Regions from separate parts of the Mus musculus genome. Here region 1 is linked to region 2. The links are chromatin contacts, called in public promoter capture Hi-C maps. All regions are on one chromosome and are shown on one strand. Each heading gives the region's core, a stretch centred on a gene start, on an enhancer-like site or on the middle of the called end of the contact. The rest is flanking DNA. Distances are from core to core; before and after follow the strand shown.

Evidence for each region. Promoter capture Hi-C pulls out the DNA fragments that hold promoters and counts their contacts.
Region 1: a contact with region 2 is called in a promoter capture Hi-C map of maxillary cranial neural crest. The contact joins the promoter of Farsa here to the promoter of Adgre5 in region 2. A contact is called at or near these places in 4 of 39 promoter capture datasets (cranial neural crest, liver, maxillary cranial neural crest and 1 more), 1 of 484 Hi-C or Micro-C datasets (B cells), 2 of 115 datasets of contacts at active chromatin or transcription factors (embryonic forebrain and thymic regulatory T cells) and 1 of 9 other capture datasets (liver).

What each region holds. Positions count from the first base shown.
Region 1 is chr8:84,855,391-84,861,406 of GRCm38.p6, forward strand. Farsa (phenylalanyl-tRNA synthetase, alpha subunit) reads left to right here and starts at 1,596. Exons shown (of 13, transcript NM_025648.3): 1 at 1,596-1,791; 2 at 5,516-5,653; 3 at 5,737-5,835; 4 at 5,922-6,016. The coding sequence starts at 1,645. It overlaps 1700122E12Rik (a long non-coding RNA gene), which reads left to right. Exons shown (of 3, transcript XR_106144.5): 3 at 1-1,275.
Region 2 is chr8:83,737,165-83,743,836 of GRCm38.p6, forward strand. It overlaps Adgre5 (adhesion G protein-coupled receptor E5), which reads right to left and starts at 4,147. Exons shown (of 20, transcript NM_011925.2): 1 at 3,943-4,147. The coding sequence starts at 3,973. Gm46046 (predicted gene, 46046) reads left to right here and starts at 4,122. Exons shown (of 2, transcript NR_168527.1): 1 at 4,122-4,452.

The DNA of each region.
Region 1 (6,016 bases), core at 346-2,845, 1.1 Mb after region 2:
TGTAACACACCCTTGATAGTGTTCTGAACATGACTGCAGATGGTTCTGATAGTGGCCAGGTCCTTTCTGTTACCCCACCATTTGTCAACCCGGAGCCTTTTCTTTGTCTTTCCAAGAAGACTCAGCTCCACATTGATGTGATTGAAGTCCCTCCACAGAGTCCCCCTGGGGCCACTTCACAATGACTGTGCACCCCTTCAGAGTGATGTCGACATTTTCTGGAATGTCGACAGTCTGATTGCTGAGAATGGTCTTCATTCTCGCAGTAGATGGGGCAAAGAGAGTTGAGCCTCATTTTTTAATGATTTATTTAATATATATACACTGTAGCTGTTTTCAGACACACCAGAAGAGGGCATCCGATCTCATTACAGATGGTTGTGAGCCACCACATGGTTGCTGGGATTTGAACTCAGGACTTGTGGAGGAATAGTCAATGCTCTTAAGTACTGAGCCATCTCTCTAACTCCAAGCCTCATTTTTTCTCTTGTAAAGTAGAAGAGATTTATATAGTATCTACATTATGAATTTTAGGGAGAACTTAAAATCCCTGAAGTACTCCATGCAGGTCAGCAGGCTTTGTGACTGTCTTAAGTGAATCCCTCCTCCCTAAACATATATGGTTCCCTACCCAGATTCCTTTTGAAAATGTAAAAAAAGTTAACATCTGTAGAGTGGGGCCCTGGAAAGATGGCTCAGCTCTTAAGAGCGCTTGTTAAATATTAAGTATTAAGCTGTTAAGTTCTCTTGCATAGGACCATAGTTCAATTCCCAGAATCCACTTGATGGTTCACAAACTTCCAAAGCTTCAGTTCCATGTGATCTGATGGCCATCTTCTGACCTCTGAGGCCACCATGCACACATATGGTGCATAGACATATATACAGACAAAAACCTCACACATAAAAATAAAGTGAATAAATCTAAAACAACAAAAACATCAATAGAATGGTCATGCCTGAAGCCCACCACTCAGTGCCACCTTCTCTCTAGGTAAGAGAGATTTTTAAAAAAATTTTTTTTTTGGTTTTTCGAGATAGGGTTTCTCTGTGTAACCCTGGCTGTCCTGGAACTCACTCTGTAGACCAGGCTGGCCTCGAACTCAGAAATCTGCCTGCCTCTGCCTCCCAAGTGCTGGGATCAAAGGCACGCACCACCACTGCCCGGCTGAGAATTCTTGAAGGATGGCAGTGATCTGAGCCTGCTAGTGGTGGCTGGATGAAAATTATTGGGGGAAACCAATAGAATTTCAGTCAAGCCTTAGAGTGATTGTCTGTAATCCTAGCACTTGGGAGAAGTAGGCAGGAGATGAGGAGGTCAAGTCTAGCCTCTGCTAAAGAAGACCTGTTTCAAGATATAAAACAAAAATCCCAAAAGAAAACTACTTTTGCCCTTCAAGTCATCAAATTGACTTCACTAGTTAACTAAAAGCCACTGGGGTCAAACTACATGCAGCATCCTGAATCCCTTAAGTACATTTGAGGCTCATTTGCCACACTTAAGATGGCGACGACCAGCTTCCAAGTCGCCCTTTGCGCCACACTAAAAATGGCAACGCACGCGCTATCGCGACTTCCGGTTCCAGTTCCGGTCCCCTAGTCAGGTCCGGCGGCCTGCACACGCCAAGCACGCTGGGAGTAGCCATGGCGGATAATCCCGTTTTGGAGCTGTTGCTGCGGCGGCTGGAGGTAGCTGATGGCGGTCTGGACAGCGCGGAGTTGGCTACGCAGCTGGGTGTGGAGCACCAGGCGGTGGTGGGCGCAGTGAAGAGCCTTCAAGCTCTGGGTGAGGTGAGTCCAGGCGTGCCGCGGCTCGGCCTCGCTTTCATACCGGCAGCCCCATTATTTCTGGTGAAGGGACATTACGTGCTGGTGCACCGTGGGGTGCGCTGGTGGGAAGTCTGGAACAGTTTTCGTTTCTCAAGTGACTAATGTCTGTTAAGGCGAAAACATGGCACATGTAGGGGTGTGACAAGACGAGTCGCTTCCCGGAAAGGGGTTGCAATCTAATGGGGAAACACAAATGACCAGAGTGATATGAAGGCTCAGAGAACTAGCTGTGACAGTTGACTTAGCGTTGCGGGACAGAGAGCCGGGATCAGGTACAGATGGAAACTGACTCGAGGCCAATGGAGGAAAACGATGGCATCCAAGACATCAGTGGCAGGGCATTGGTGTGGGATTATAGGCCGCAGAGACCATCAGGGCAGAATTAAATGGTTCTGTAAGGTTCCTGTTTTCCCCTTTTATCTCCATGTTAGGGCCTTCTGCTGCTAGTCAAAAGCTACACCCTAAAAATATGGTTGCTATCTGGACCAGGCTGGCCTCCAATTTACCAAGATCCATGTGTCTTCAGAGAGCTGGGATAAAAGGCTTATGCCACCAATACTCACCCTCTTAGAGTTATTGTTTTTTATGTATATATGTGTGCCTGCCTAAGTTATGTGCACCACAAGCTGGAGGAAACCAGAAGAGGGTGGGAACTTAAGTCATAGATGGCTGTGAGCTTCCATGTAGGTGCTGGGACTTGAACCTGGTTCCTCTGCAGGAGCTATTGCTCTTAAACCACTGAAGCACCTCTCCACCACACTTTGTACTTTTTTCTTTTTAAAAATTTTTTGTAGGTTTTTACTGTCTTTGTTCAGTTTTTCAGGCTGGGTCTCCTTACATAGCCCTGGATATGCTGTAAGCCACTATGTAGGCCAGTCCAGCCTCAGATTCACAGAGATCCACCTGCCTCCGCCTCTCGAATGCTGGGATACTTTTTAACCTTGAAACAGGCCCTCACTGTCCAGTCTGGCCTTGAACTCACTGTGTATGAGTTCACGAGCTTTCCTTACCTCAGGTTCCCAACAGCTAAGATTACACGATTTTACCACCATGCACAGCCTGCTTTGTGTGTCTTTATCTCAGGAGAAGAATGGAGAACTATACTAGGAGTTGTAGCCAGCCAGATTGTATTCTCTGTATTAGTTTTCAGAAGGAATACCAGGCTAAACTGAGAGCTGGGGTGGGGAGCTGAGAGCTGAGGCTGGAACATCCCTAAACTGGAGGGCATAGTGTCCGATATGGGGAGGCAGGTGACCCAAGATTCAGGGTAAGGAAGAGGGGCAGAGAGGAAACCCATCCTTCCAGCATTGGCAAACATACTAGGAAGAAATGAATGACGAGGGATTTGTGGACCACTCAGGAAGCAAGATCCATGAGGCCAGGCTCTCGGTTGTTTATTTCTTGAGCACAAGTTCTGTACTCAAGTTCAGCTCTGTTCTGTAGTCCTTGCCATAATCTTAGGATGCTGACATTGTTTTTGGGTCTTGCACATAAGACAGCTGGTGCTTAGTGTAGTGACCCAGCAAACGTCACTAGTTGTACACACTGCAGTCCTCAGTGTTGTGGATAGATGGGGAATATGATATAGGTGCCAGGGATACGGCTCATGGCTTTCTTGATTTTATTTTTCAGCCAATTATTTAAAATAAACTTCGATATTCTTTTCTCCCCTGATCTTTGCCATTAAACCGTTAAATTCTTTTTTTTCTTTTAAAGATTTATTATTTTTTTAAATTTATTTTTTATTTTTTTATTTTTATTTTTTTGGTTTTTCGAGACAGGGTTTCTCTGTGTAGCCCTGACTGTCCTGGAACTCACTTTGTAGACCAGGCTGGCCTCGAACTCAGAAATTCACCTACCTCTGCCTCCCGAGTGCTGGGATTAAAGGCGTGTGCCACCACCACCCGACTAAAGATTTATTTATTTTATTTATATGAGTACACTGTAGCTGTCTTCAGACACTCCAGAAGAGGGCATTGGATCCCATTACAGATGGCTGTGAGTGACCATATGGTTGCTGGGACTTGAACTCAGGACCTCGGGAAGAGCAGTCAGTGCTCTCAACCGCTGAGCCATCTCTCCAGCCCAAGCCTTTACATTGTAAACAAGTACTGCATCGGTTTAGGAGTTAGAGTTGGGTATACTTTGGTATATTATAGAAAGGCCATTTGTTCAAGCCTTTCTGTAAAATTAAAGAAAAGTGCTTTTAGCAGCCTGTGTATAAATGATGAAAGACATGTGCAGTCAAGATACAAGATTAGGGGGACATGGCTCAGTCAGAAGGAGCACTTGGCATACGACCTGAAGTCAGATCCACGCACATGTGTAAAAGCTCAGCATGGCCTCTCGAGCCCAGTAACCTGGAGCTCTGGAGACAGAAGGGTTGTTAGGATGGGCTTGGTACCGGCGTAGATGAAAAATGGTGAGCTCGAGTTTCTTTGTGAGACCCTCTCAAGGGAACAAGCAAAGGGTGATAGAGTGTGACTGGCTTCCTCTGTCCACCAAGCACATGTGTACCTGTTCATCCCATGTGCTTACACACTGCACACACAGAAGGAAGAGGAAGGCACAAAGGCTCAGGGTGTGCTGCAGTGGCAGAAGGCTCCTCTAGCATGCCCAGTGTCTCATTCCTAGCACTGAAAAAGAACTTGTCTGAACCGGGTTGGTGGTGGCCATGCCATCAATCCCAGCACTTGTTAGGAAGAGGCAGGTAGAGCTCCGAGTTTGAGGCCAGCCTGGTCTAGGGTGCAAGTTTCAGAACAGCCAAGGCTTCACAGAGAAACCTGGTCTCCAAAACAAAGCAAAAGTTTGTCTATGGGGCGGGAAATAAGGCTCAGTGATTAAGAGCACTGGCTGCTTTTCCAGAGCACCTGGGTTTGGGTCCTAGCATCCACACTAATCACAGCTCCAAGGGATCTGAAGCCTCTGGCCTCTCCATCCTAAGGGTAGATGGTGTCCATAAACCCATGCAGGCGCACCCACATACATGTAAATTAAGAAAAAGAAGAAGAAGAAATCTGAAAAAAAGAAAAGAATTGTTTCAGATAAGAACATTAGTATGCAACCAATAGTCCCAAAACGGGAGAATGAGGCAGGAAGATTACAGAGGTCCAGGCATTTGAATCCCTCTTGGGATATATAGTAAAGCAAAGTCTTGAATGAAAACCGAGATAACATGCCTTTCCCTCGCGCTCCCTCTCACTCACTCAGTCACTCTCTCCCTCTTCCATCCTCTGTCCTCTCTCTTCCCCAACATATGAAAAGTAGTAACATTGAGATGTAACACAGTTTTGGGACTGCCCTCTGAATTTAATTAGTTTATTTTTTAGATAGGGTCTCATTTTGTACCCCTGACTAGCCTGGTACTTGATAAGTGTACCAGGTCTACCTGCCTCTGCCTCCCTACTACTGAGATTAAAGGTGCTGATTTATTTTGTGTGTGTGGTGCACACACGTGTGCGTGCATATGTGCAGGTGAGTGCAAATACTCCTGGAAGCTGGAGAAGTTAGAGCCCATGGAATTAGAGTTAGCAGTGGCTGTGGGCCACCCTATGTGGTTGGGGTAAAAGCAGTGCATGTTTTGACTACTAAGACGTGTCTCCAGCTCTGAGGCTGTCTTTGAATCTCTGGCCCAATGCTGAGGGTGGTGGTGGTTTTGAACATTGTGCCATTCATTTCTTTGCAGGTCATTGAGGCTGAGCTTCGTTCTACCAAGTGCTGGGAGCTGACTACTGAGGGTGAGGAGATTGCCCGGGAGGGCAGCCATGAGGCCCGTGTGTTTAGAAGCATCCCTCTCGAGGGCCTGGTGCAGAGTGAGCTCATGGTAGGGCCGGGCTGGGGTCCAGGGAGGGGATGGGGTGCAAGTGGCCCTGGAAAAGAGCACTCATCACAGTTCCACTTCTCTAGCACCTGCCCAGCGGCAAGGTGGGCTTCAGCAAGGCCATGTCCAACAAGTGGATCCGAGTGGACAAGAGTGCCGCCGACGGGCCCCGGGTGTTCCGAGTGGTGAGTCCTGCAGGGAGATGGCCCCGCAGGCTGGAGGCAAAGACGAGTGGGACAGACACCGCCCTCATTTCCTTGTCCTGTGGCAGGTGGACAGTATAGAGGATGAAGTGCAGAAGCGGTTGCAGCTGGTCCAGGCAGGCCAGGCTGAGAAGCTGGCTGAAAAGGAACGGAATGAGCTCAG
Region 2 (6,672 bases), core at 2,897-5,396:
AACCTGACTGAAACAAGGCCCTGGGTTCCATCCCTAGGACCTAAACATGAAAGGGGGCAAAGGGAGCCCACAAGATGGAAGAAGAGCACCAGTGTCTACATCAGTGTCACGGCATGTGAGCACGGCATGTGCACACACACACACACACACACACACATACACACACCACTCGCATATACACAGACTAAAACAACAAACAAACAAAACCAAAACCAAACTGGCAGCTGGAGAGATAGGTGGCTCGGCAGTTAAGAGCCCCTCGCTGCTCTTCCGGTAGACCCAGGGTTTGATTCCCAGCACCTACACAGTAGTTCATAACAGCCTGTAACTCCAGTTCCAGGGACTTAGGCGCCCTCTTCTGGTCACTGAGGGCACAGGCATGCATGTGGTGCATATACATACATGCAATCAAAGCACTCATAAACACAAACTAAATATATCTAAAAAGAGGCTGGGGGAGAGGGAGAGAGAACAGAAAACCAGGCAGTGGGGCTGCCATGCAATGCCAACTACTTGGGGTGCTAACACAGGAGGACACTGGAAGTTCCCAACCTGGGCTACAGAGCATAGATGCTTGTCTCAGAATAAAAACCAAGAAAAAAACTGGTGTGTTGTATGTGTGAAGGTGCTGGCCTGGCAGCTGTGAATCCCTGTTTTCCCTCTCGGTACAGAAGAAAAGAGTGTGTGTGTTTTGGCGGAGTGTGTGGGTGTGTGTGGGGGTTGTCCCAGGAGCAGGAGGCCTGGGGAGTGGTTAGCTGATCCCAATATGGGGACTACAGCAGCAAGAAACTAATCCCAAGAAAGGAATCCCAGAGGGAGCCCTCAGGAGAAGGGCTGGTGGGGGGTGGGTGAGTCACTTCCTTAATGATTCAGCCATCTCTGGGCTGGCTGCATGCCAGGTTCCCAGGGGACTCCTGGGATCAGCCACAGTGAGCAGGGTTGCTGGGGCAGGGACAGTGGGCTCAGAGGGTCCCCTGAAAGCTCAACCTTTGTCTGACTGGATTTCCCTCAAGCCAATGGAGAGGCTTTGGATGAAACACTCCCTCAACACTGGAGTGTTCTGAGGTGGGGCACCCCAGCCAGGCAGTTGTCCCCTCAAGTCAGAATTCTTTCTTCCTCCTCTTGGGCCACTGAGCTGGAATTCTCCCACACCCATCAGAACTCAGTTCCTCTTTGTGGGACAGACCACAAAATGACCTTCCCTTCACCCTGAGCCCTGGGGCAATGCACAGTTCCTAACATCCAGTACCAGTATGTGTGTCTGTATGTGAACAGCAGAGGTGCCTTCTACCTTGAACCTCGGCTCATCAAGCAGGCTTGGCTAGCTAGCCAGCAAGCCCCAGGGACAGACACTATGATCGCAAGTGTGTGTCACCGCATCCAGCTTCCTTCACACAAATCATTAACCGACAGAGGCCTCCCTCCAGCCCTCAAGTCACTTTTGAAAAAATAATATTGATTTATTTTTAGGTGTATGGATGTTCTGCCTGCATGCATATTGCCCGGGGCATAGATAGGTAAGAAGAGGACACTGAATGTCCTGGAACTGGAGTCACAGATGGTTGTGAGCCACTGTGTGGTTCCTGAGAATCGATTTCTGTCCTCTGAAAGAACAGCAAGTGCTCTTAACCACTGAGCCATCTCTCCAGCCCCTTAGGTAATTTCTTTAAGACTTGGAACCACAGCCGTGCATGTTGATGCACACTTTCAGAGCCAGCACTGGTAAAGCACTGTGGGAGAACTCCGCTGGAAGCCAGCCTGGTCTACCTAGGGAGCCAAGGCTATGTAGGAAGACCCTATTTTAACAAGACAGAAGTAGGGGGATTAGTACACATTCAAAACCAGTTACGGCTACAGAGCTGCTACAGCGAGCGCCAAAGCCTGTCTCAAAACTAAAACCAAAGCAGACTCAAAATGAAGCCAGACCCTTTTGCGCAAATCTGTAATCTCAGCACTCAGAGGTAGAGGCAGGAGGACCAGAAGTTTAAGGTCATTTTAGCCACTTTGAAAGCTTGTTTACAAAAACAAAGCAAAAAACAAAAAACCAAACAAACAGACTCAGAGTAACATCAGCCATCAGGAAGATCAGGAGGTAGGGGCGGGGCTATGTCCAATCTACACAAAGAGAAGCTAGGGCTTGGAGCTTGGAAAAAAGATGAGTGATCAAACCAGGCCAGAGAAAGGACAGTAGACTCAAGTAATAGTTACCCAAGTCAGGGGGGTTCCTTGTCCCCTGGGCTGGGCTGGGCTCTACCCCACCATGCTAAAGGCATCAGCCAGACCGCCTACATCTGGAGACTTGGAAATTAATCAAACGGGAGCAGAGCCGTTCCCTTCTGCTCCCAGACACATCTGGTTCAACTTCCCAAGCTCAGACTGGAGCCAAGGGACTCCTGCTTAGAGAATCCAGAAGTGGGGGTAGGGCAGCCTTTGTGCTTCCTGCAGTATTTCATTGTGTAGTTCCGGCTGGCCTGGAACTTACTATGTAGACCAGGTTGGCCTCCAACTCCCAGGATCATGGAAGCCTCCTGCCTCCGCCTCTCTAATACTGGGATTCAAAACCTGAGAATCCAACTAGCGAGGCTGCTTGGTTGGTTTTGAAGACAAGGTATCATGTGGTCTCAAACTCAGTATACAGCAGAGAATGACCTTGAACTTTTGACCCTCCTGCCTCTACTCGCTAGGTACTCTGATAGCAGACACAGACACCACACCCACATGTTCAGTTAATTCAAACTGTAAACCAGAAAGTTTGTACACAAACTCTTGGCCCTTGAAACAATATGGTAAAATACAGCTGGTCTTGTTCCATTTTACAGAGGAGGAAAGTGCAGCCCAAAGTCACTGTGACCCAGCTTAGTGACAGCCAGGCAGGCCCCTGCAGCTGTTTGCCACCAACTGTGACACCCTGGGACTCTATTTCCTGGTTCTAGGTCCATGGCTACTGAGCTGCCTGCCACCTGTCACTAGCACTCAGGCCAGTCATTGTGGTTAGGGTGACCCCAGTTTGTGCCCCAAGTTCCATATCTTGGGGTAACTCCAGCTGGTGCCCCGTTCCATTTTTTCACTGTTTGTTGTCAAGTTACTTAGGTGACTTAGCCATCAAACAACGGTTGAGGCACCCAGGGTGGGGCGGGAAAGTCATGATGAAAGCCAAGTTCAAACCACAGCCTGGTAAGTTCCTTTCAGCCAGCAGCTCCGTCCCAGACAAGTCCCAAGGAGATTCTCTGCCTGTTCCTGGCACGGAGACAGCAGGGGACAGACTGGGGCAGGGGGAGTTCCCACCCTCGAAGAAATGGGCACCCTCACGTGGGTTTCTCTTCACATTGAGAGCGTCTGTTTGGGCAACAGTTTGCAAAGTGTACTTTAACCTACAGTTCTTTTTAGCTTTTTTTTTTTTTAAACTGTATGTGTTTTGCCTGCATGTATGTTTGTGCACTGCATGTATTATTGTACACTGCATGTATGTCTGTGCACTGCATGTCTGTTGCCCGTGGATGCAGAAGACAGTGTGAATCCCCAGGAACTGGAGTTACAGACACTTGTGAGCCACCATATAGGTGCTGGGACCCAGCCAGGTCCTCTCTTAATGCTCTTGACCTCGGCACCACCCCAGCCTCTAGCCTGCATTTCTTTTTCTTTTGTTCTTTTGAGACAGGGTCTTGCTGTGTAGCACAAGCTGACCTGAAATTGGTGACCCTGCTGCCTCAGCCTCCCTAATGCCCTGTGACACCATGCCTGCTTTGTTACCCTCTTTAACTGCCCCCGTGCCTCAGTTTCTCCCTCTTAGTCTCCAAACTGGCAACACTCAAGCCCATTAGGATCTGACACCCCCTGGAGAGCCCTCTGGGGCGCACAGGTGCGCCGGCTTCGACTGTCCCTGCCCCTCCTGGCCACGTCCCGCGAGTTCCCTCCCGGCTCCGCGCAACCCCGAGGTCTCACCAAGCAGGCCGGGGCATCTGACGCCCCTCATGGTGGCGCGGCACGGAACGGACAGCGTCTGGGGTTGATAGAGGGCTGTGGCGGCCGGCTGGGCTGGGCTTTTATGCAGCGGGCGTGAGCAGGGCCCTCCCCGGAACTGTCCTCCCCGCTGGAAAGTAACAGGAAAGTGCCGGGGAAACAGACCCAGGGCGCGCCGCGCGCCCGCGTCTGGAACAAACGCAACATTCCTCCCCCCCCCCCCCCGCGCGCGGCTCCGACACCCGCCCCCGCGGGGAGCTGGGTGGTGTGGTTCAGGCGTCCTGGGACGGGGACCAGGCACATCGGACAGAGCTGGGTGGAGCTCCCACCCGAACGATGTCCTGGGCGACCCTCGCCTTTCCCATCAGCAGGACTTGTCGGCTTCTTTTCCAAGAGAGAAACTGAAGTTCAGAGAAGCCAGGGGCCAAATAAGAACCAGAAGAGGACTGAGGGTCCTGCCGGGCTGACTGTCCAGGAACGAGAGACATCAAGGTTTGGAGATGCGGCTCAGTGTGCGCAGTGCTTGCTTAACCTGCCCGAGGCCCTGTCTAGCCTCAAAGCCACATAAGCCGGCAGAGGACCGCTAGCCTGTAATCCCAGCACTAATCAGGAGTTCAACTCATCCTCCGTTTTGTCGCTTTTGAAGCCTGCCCGCGCTACAAAAGACCTTGCCCAAAAAGACAAGGGGTCATGGCATGGCTGCGTTGGCCTATACTAATACCGTTCTCTGGAAAGCAGAGGCTAAACCGGAGGCCGTTTTTGGCCACTTAAGAGTTGCAGGCCAGCCAGGCCTACGAAGCATGAGTCTATCGCAAAAATAAAAAATAATAAAGTGGGGGAGGGAAGTGCTACCAAGATGGTTCAGCGGGTAAAGGCACTTGCCCCAAAACCTAACGACCTGATTTCTGATACCCAGGACCTCCATGATGGAAGGAGAGAGCCAACTCCTGGAAGTTGTCCTCTGACCTTCACGGGCACACGGTGCCACACACAAACCCAAACACTAAATAAACAAGTCAATAAATAAAACGTAATAAGGGGCCGGGCAGTGGTGGCGCATGCCTGTAATCCCAGCACTTGAGAGGCAGAGGCAGGCGGATTACTGAGTTCGAGGCCAGCCTGGTCTAGAGAGTGAGTTCCAGGACAGCCAGGACTGCACAGAGAAACCCTGTCTCAAAAAGCCAAAACAAATAAACAAACAAAAAACGTAATAAGGACTTAAAATAGAGGAAGAGAGAGCTTTGACCACGGGACATGGCTTACCACGGCAGGGCTTTTTGGTTACACGCACTGACCTTGCCACAGTCTATAGAGAGTCATGTGATGTACACTGGCTTCCTGTTTGAGTTACTTGTGTAACTATGGTTTCTTTTCATGTGTGTGTGTTGGGGGCGGGAAGAATGCCAAACCCAAGGCTTTGTGTATGCTGGACAAGCACTCTACCAAGGGAACTACATTCTCAGACACATCTAGTGATTTTTCAAAATATTGATTTTCTTTTTCTTTTTTTCTCTGAAACACGGTCTGGTCTCAAACAGCCCAGGCTGTCTTTCAACTCTATGTAGCCTAGGATGGCACTGAACTCCTGACTTCCTGTCTCCAAAGCCTAAGCCTGCTGGGATCACAGGCATAAACTACCAGGGGTGTCAGGCCTTCCTTTTACCTTAGTAAATTCTGGGTTCAAGTTGGGCCATGGTGGCGCACACCTTTCGTCCCAGCACTTGAGAGGCAGAGGCAGGTGGATCTCTGTGATTTGGAGGCTAGCCTGGTCTACAGAGTGAATCAGGGCAGCCAGGGCTGTTACACTGAGAAACTCTGTCTCAAAAACAAAACAACAAAGAATAAAAATAAAAATAAACTCCAAGTTCTGAGAGATGACTGTAGCGAACTATGATGGCGCACAACCTGTAATGGCAGAGCTCACGAGGTTGAGGCAAGAGGGTTGCTGGGAGTCTGTGGCTCTCCTGATCCACAGTGTGAGAGAAAAGATAAAAGGAAGTTGCAGACCATGTGTGCTACTGGGGCTGGAGAGATGGATCACTGGTAGATGAGAACACTGGCTGCTCTTCGGAAACAGGGTTAGATTCCCAGAATTCTGTAACTCCAGTCCCAGGGGAGCCGATGCTATCTTCTGGTCTCCCCAGGCACCGCATACACTTGGTACACAGATAAAACAAGCAGGCAAAACTGATAAAGGACAAACTGAAAATTAATAACAAAAATAAAGACACAGTATTCCTGTCAAATGAACACATAGAAAAAACAACTTTTTTTTTTTTTTTCCGAGACAGGGTTTCTCTGTGTAGCCCTGGCTGTCCTGGAACTCACTCTGTAGACCAGGCTGGCTTCGAACTCAGAAATCCGCCTGTCTCTGCCTCCCAAGTGCTGGGATTAAAGACGTGCACCACCACTGCCCTACTAAGAAGAAACATTTTGTAAAAATAAAATAAATATTTTATTTGGAAAAAAGTCAGTTTCTTACATAGCTTTTAAATTTTAAATAACTTTAAATCTTTATTTTTACCGTGTTAATTATAATGGTATTATAATTCAATTCATTGACTGTCACATGTATGTATCTTTCTTTCTCTATTTAGAAGGGTTAAAAAATATTGACAATTGCATCCTGGTGTATCTCCCTTCCTGGCCTTACACTAAACCATTTCTTCCCATTTTCTTTTTTTTTTTTTTAAGATTTATTTATTTATTATA